Linked DNA regions of Sus scrofa: region 1 is linked to region 2. The links are chromatin contacts, called in public HiChIP or PLAC-seq maps. All regions are on one chromosome and are shown on one strand. The core of a region is the stretch at or near the end of the contact, and the rest is flanking DNA. Distances in the headings are between cores, read along the strand shown. Region 1 overlaps SLC35F1 (solute carrier family 35 member F1). Region 2 has its middle 140 kb from the start of PLN.

The links. HiChIP or PLAC-seq counts read pairs in DNA pulled down with a chosen protein or histone mark.
Region 1: a contact with region 2 is called in an H3K27ac HiChIP or PLAC-seq map of skeletal muscle. The contact joins two enhancer-like sites. A contact is called at or near these places in 7 of 47 Hi-C or Micro-C datasets (embryonic fibroblasts, fetal heart ventricle, heart right ventricle and 3 more) and 1 of 2 datasets of contacts at active chromatin or transcription factors (skeletal muscle).

Annotation. Positions count from the first base shown.
Region 1 is chr1:43,667,928-43,670,627 of Sscrofa11.1, forward strand. All of the region lies in intron 7 of SLC35F1 (solute carrier family 35 member F1), which reads right to left. Among named protein-coding and RNA genes, the nearest start is that of PLN, 210 kb to the left of the region's middle. Within about 2 kb of position 1,259, at least 3 of the 83 cell types and tissues checked have an H3K27ac peak or open chromatin away from gene starts, as enhancers often do. A contact at or near this core is called in skeletal muscle, where this site is marked.
Region 2 is chr1:43,599,832-43,602,581 of Sscrofa11.1, forward strand. No RefSeq gene overlaps it. Among named protein-coding and RNA genes, the nearest start is that of PLN, 140 kb to the left of the region's middle. Within about 2 kb of position 1,375, at least 43 of the 83 cell types and tissues checked have an H3K27ac peak or open chromatin away from gene starts, as enhancers often do. A contact at or near this core is called in skeletal muscle, where this site is marked.

The DNA of each region.
Region 1 (2,700 bases), core at 9-2,508, 68 kb after region 2:
AATTCCTTTTGCTTCCTCATTGTGCTAAGCATTAAAGAGGATCCCCAAATTCATCCCTGGAACCTGTTATTGTTAGTGACCCCATCTGGGAAGAAAGGTCTTTTCAGAGTGATTAAGGATATTAAGATGAAATAGATTATCCCAGGTGTTATGGACTGAACTGTGTACCTCCCTCCCCAATAAATTTTTATATTGAAGCCGTGATCCTCAATGTGTCTATATTTAGAGATGGGGCCTCTACCAAAGTAATTAAGGTTAAATGAGGTCATAAAGTTGGATAAGCGTCCTTATAAAAAGAGACCATAGAGCTCTCTCCCCACCCCCACATGTACACATGGAGGAGAGGCCATGTGAAGATGTGAGAGGGCAGTTGCCTACAAGCCCAGAAGAGAGTCCTAATCAGAACGGAACCCTGATGGACCCTGATCTCTGCCTTCCAGCTTTCCAAGTGTGACAAATACATTTCTGTTGTTTAAGCCACCCAGCCTATGATATTTTGTTATGGTAGCCTGAGCAGGCTAATACACCCAGGCTACTTGAGTGGGCTCTGAATGCTATCACATGTCTCGTATAAGAGGGAGCAGAGGGACGTTTTAGACCCACAGAGAAAAAGAGGATATAAAGACGGAAGAGAGAGAGATTGGAAGATGCTGGCCTTAAAGACTGGAATGGTGGGAGTTCCCTTTGTGGCTCAGTGGTAGTGAACCCAACTAGTATCCATGAGGGTGCAGGTTCGATCCCTGGCCTTCTCAGTGGGTTAAGGATCGGCATTGCCATAAACTGCAGTGCAGGTTGCAGACATGGCTTGCATCTGGTATTGCTGTGGCTGTGGTGCAGGCCGACAGCTGCAGCTCCGATTAGACCCTAGCCTGGGTCCGATTCATATGCCACAGGTGCAGCTACACACACACACACACACACACACACACACACATACACACACACACACACACACAGACTCTGGTAGAGCCAGAGGCCAAGGAATGCTGGCAGCCGCAGAAGCTGGGAGAGGAAAGAACAGATTCTACCCTAGGGCCTCCAGTTGGAACATGGCTCTGCTGAACACTAATCTTGGCCCAGTGAAACTGATTTTGAACTTCTGGCCCCAGAACTGTGAGAGAATACATTTGTTTGTTTTAAGCCACCCAAGTTTGTGATAATCTGTTAAAGCAGACATATGAAACTAATAGACCCAGTAAATAGTTATTCATACAATAACTGAGCCTAGCTGTGATCTAAGAGCCCAATTATTACCTCATCATCCAGCCATTCAAGAAATGCTTGCTGAGTTCCTATTATGTGTCATGTGCTGGGGATACGGTGACAAATAAAATGGATATAACTCTGTTCCTAGTTTCCACTCTATTGCGAGAGACAGACTAAAGCTAAGTTGGGGGGGGGTTAATCAGCAATACAATTTTGGGAAACACTCTGAAGGAATCAAGGGGATGATGAGAGAGCTTGGTGGGAGCTACCTAGAGAGTGAAGGAAGTCTTCTCTGAAGATGAGGCCCATGTGGAGACCTGGAGCACCAGAAGTAGCAGCCATGGCAGGGGCTGGAGGAAGAGCAGTCCAGGCGAAAGGCAAAGGTCCTGAGGAGGAAAGGGCACGGCTGGAAGGACAGCCAGTGTCGCTCATGTCTAACACTAAATTGTAATCCAGAAATCGAGTGCTTGCTCTGTACCAGGCACTATGTGATGGAATTTACATCATTCACATTCTTAATAACTCATGAAGAAGCTATAATTATTCCCCCACAGTTCTAAGAAGATATTGAAGCACCACATGGTGGGCAAGTGTCAAGAGAGGAGGTGGAAGCTTTAGCCACACAGGCACTTAGCTCTGAGAGGTCAGCCAGGCACCTAAATGTTGCTTAAAATGCAATGAGAAAAAAGCAGTAAAGGGTATTCAGACAAAGAGAGCACAATCTGGTTGGTGTTTTAAAAGGATCATTCTGGCCGTTAGTGGGTGATTCTCTGTAGAGAGGAATAAGTAGAGGCAGGAAGATGAGGAGGCTATTGAAATGGTCTAAGTGAGAGATGGTGGTGGTCTGAACCAAGATGATGGCAGCAGAAACAGAAGATCTATTTTGGAGGAGGATCGATAGAATTTGCTGATGGATTAAAAGTGGGGAGTAAAGAAAAGAGAAATTAAGACTGAATCTCAATTACTGAAGTTGCCTGTTCTGAGGGTGATTCTCTTCTTGGTGTTTCTCATGGTGAATTTACTCTTCTCTTGTCACATATCACCTTTTTAAATGGAGACGATTTACTCTTAGCATCGTCTATAGTACTAGCACGCACTGGGTAGTGTTGGAGACATAATTCCCACGAATATGTAACCTAGAAAGGTCTCTCATTTCTCCCTTGGTTTCCTTTCTGGCAACCTGAGAACCATATTTAGGAAAGTACAATTCACAGTGATTCTAAATCAAGATCGATAATCTTAGAAAACAAAGCTGTGGTCTACTTCCTCCAAAGTATTTTCATGTTATTTCATTCTCAGAAAACCGACCCCTCAGAGAAGCATGGAGCATCATGATGAACGACTTGGAGCTGAGGACGCAGGAGGTGTGGGCAGGTTTAGGAGAGAATTTACAGCTCTGCCTTATAGCGACAGCTGACACAATCCCGAGACCTTGACACTCCACTCAATCCTCTTCCCATCTCCTAACTGTTTGGTTAACTGCACTGCAATGTC
Region 2 (2,750 bases), core at 125-2,624:
GACTAGCAGCCATGAGGACGCAGGTTCGATCCTGGCCTCATTCAATGGGTTAAGGATCCAGCGTTGCCGTGAGCTGTGATGTAGGTCACAGATGAGGTTTGGATCTGTTGCTGTGGCTGTGGTGTAGGCCGGCAGCTACCGCTCCGATTTGACCCCTAGCCTGGGAATCTCCATATGCTGTGGGTGCGGCCCTAAAAAAAAAAAAAAAAAAAAAAAAAAAGACAATAAATAAATAAATAAATACATAAAAGATCTCAATAATAGTACTCAACCTCTAGGCTCAACTGGACGTGTCCACAAAAGAAGGCCATTGGGAGTGTGAAGGGAGATGACACAGGGGCAACCATCTGGCCGGAGGGCAGTATTTTTTTAGTAAGTCCTAAGAGGAAAATACATTTCAAAATCCATCTCTAGAGCTCCATATGATTCTCAGACAATCTTTAATGAACTCCTAGAGCAGGAAAGGACCTGAACTCATCTAGTGTCACACCATCATCCATAAGAAAGAACTCGGGGCTCCTTCCTGGGAGGTGAGCTGATTGATCATCAGATCGTTCCCCCAGAGTCTGGACCTGTGCCCTGGGTTCCTGAGACCTTTGTCCACAGGCTGCATCCCCTGCTGCTTCTCCCCTAACCAGCAAGGTCTTCTCTGCCAGACGGACTTATTTTTCTTTGAGTTGAGTACTTAACTCTCTCAGTTCCTTTTAAGCTTTCTTAAGTTTTCGAAGGTGCCAACCTTTTTTCTTTCTAAACTTTCTGAAAGATACTAAAAAGAGAAACAACTCAGTTTAATGAGAGCTACACAGTGGTTTAACATCATTTCACACACCACAATGAGCAGAGCTTTAATAGATGATCCTTTACATGGTTTGTTTAAAAACACTTATCCAGTCTTATCAAAATTTGATAACATTTGCAGATGCTCTGAAATAGCTTAAGTGAAAGCATTTCTTTGTGACGGTCAGGTTAAGGCTGAACAGAAACGCTCACATTTTCAAGCCAGTCTTAAGTGAGCAAAGAATAGTTAGCATTTCCCTGTGATCTGATCTGGGGGAGACCTGCAGGACACAGACTTGTGATCCACGGATGCGTTTCTACTCAAATGACATGAATTTCAGAGTGGAAGGATCACTCATTCTCTATCGAAGTTTCCTTAGATTTGGGGGCGGGGGGGCGATGGTAACCCCTTAAGAAGAGCACAGTGGCCCCTAGAACTTGAAAGCTTGCTAGCCGGCTCCTGTCCTCTCGCAGGGAGACACAGTACTGAGGGTTGGGGGCAGGGGCTGTTCTTTCCCTGCCGCCTCCACAGCAGCTGGCCCTGGTCTCAGGAACCGGAGAGAAGCCTCTGAAGGGCACCCTTTCAAGCCAATGTCAGCTCCTGGCGCCTGTCCCTACCTCCTCTGCCGCCAGGAGATTAACTGCAGCTCAGCAGAGCCCAGCAGAGCCCAACAGACCCCGAGGCACGGACGGACGCGTGTGTCTTTTCTCATCCTGCCTCTGTTTGTTCCCTCTTCCTTTAGGAGGTAGCATAGCAACCCGCGCAGCAGACCTTCCGCGGGCCGCGCCCACGATTCTCTCTCCCTCTGGCTCTTGACGGTCACCCTCCCTACATGGACGGACTCCATGGGTCTCAGGATGAGCTCCGCCCTCCCTGCCCCGGCGCATTTCTTTGCCTAAAATGCCCTTGTGTGTCTGTAAAACCCAAAGGCAACCCTTAAGACAGCGCAAACACTGTCTCTGGCCTCTCTGGGTGTGTAGTTAGTTATGTCAGCTTCTGTGTTTTCATTAGCACCGTGATCGCAAGTTCTCCCAGCATTCCTAGTATCGTTGATTTTTGTTGTTATTTTTTGTCACCTTCTCTGGATTTAGGCACCTAGAACAAGCACCATAATTTTTTTTTTCCCTTTCCTTTCATTTCCTTTTCTTTTTTTTTTTTCTTTCTTTCTTTCTTTTCTTTCTTTTTTTTTTTTTTTTTTTTTTTGCTGTGCATGTGGCATGCAGAAGCTCTGGGGCAAGGGATGGAATCTGTGCCACAGCTTTGACAACGTGGGATCCTTAACTGCTCTGCCAGGAGGGAACTCCCATAATCATTTTTATACCCCCCTAGAAGCTGTAATAGTGCCTGGTGCCTAATAAGTAGATACTGGGTGAATCAATAAAATGTCATAGTTACGGACACTCTAGTGAGAAATGCTTTGTTATAGCTTTTTTGGGTGACAACCAGCTGTCATTAAGCTCTTTACTTCAAAGTTAAAGAGAAAATATCCAGCGCAGTATTTTCTGTAAATGCCACATTCCTAGGTCTAATTGTGCTTATTAATAATTACTCATGGAGTTCCTGTCATCACTCAGTGGTTAACAAATCTGACTAGCATCCATGAGGACGCGGGTTCCATCCCTGGCCTCACTCAGTGGGTTAAGGATCTGGTGTTGCCGTGAGCTGTGGTGTAGGTCGCAGACGGCTCAAATCCTGTGTTGCTGTGGCTGTGGTGAAGGCTGGCGGCTACAGCTCTGATTTGACCCCTAACCTGGGAACCTCCATGTGCGGCAAATGAGGCCCTAAAAAGCAAAATAAAAATTACTCTTGAATGTTTTCTAGAATACTTTAATGGAACGAATTTTGTCCCTCAGTTGTCTCTGGTGTTCCTCATTTTAGTTAGTGGCAACTGCATTCTTTCAGTTATTGAAGCCAAATATTCTGGAGTTTATCCCTGACTCATTCCTTTCTCCTACATTCACATTCATGCATT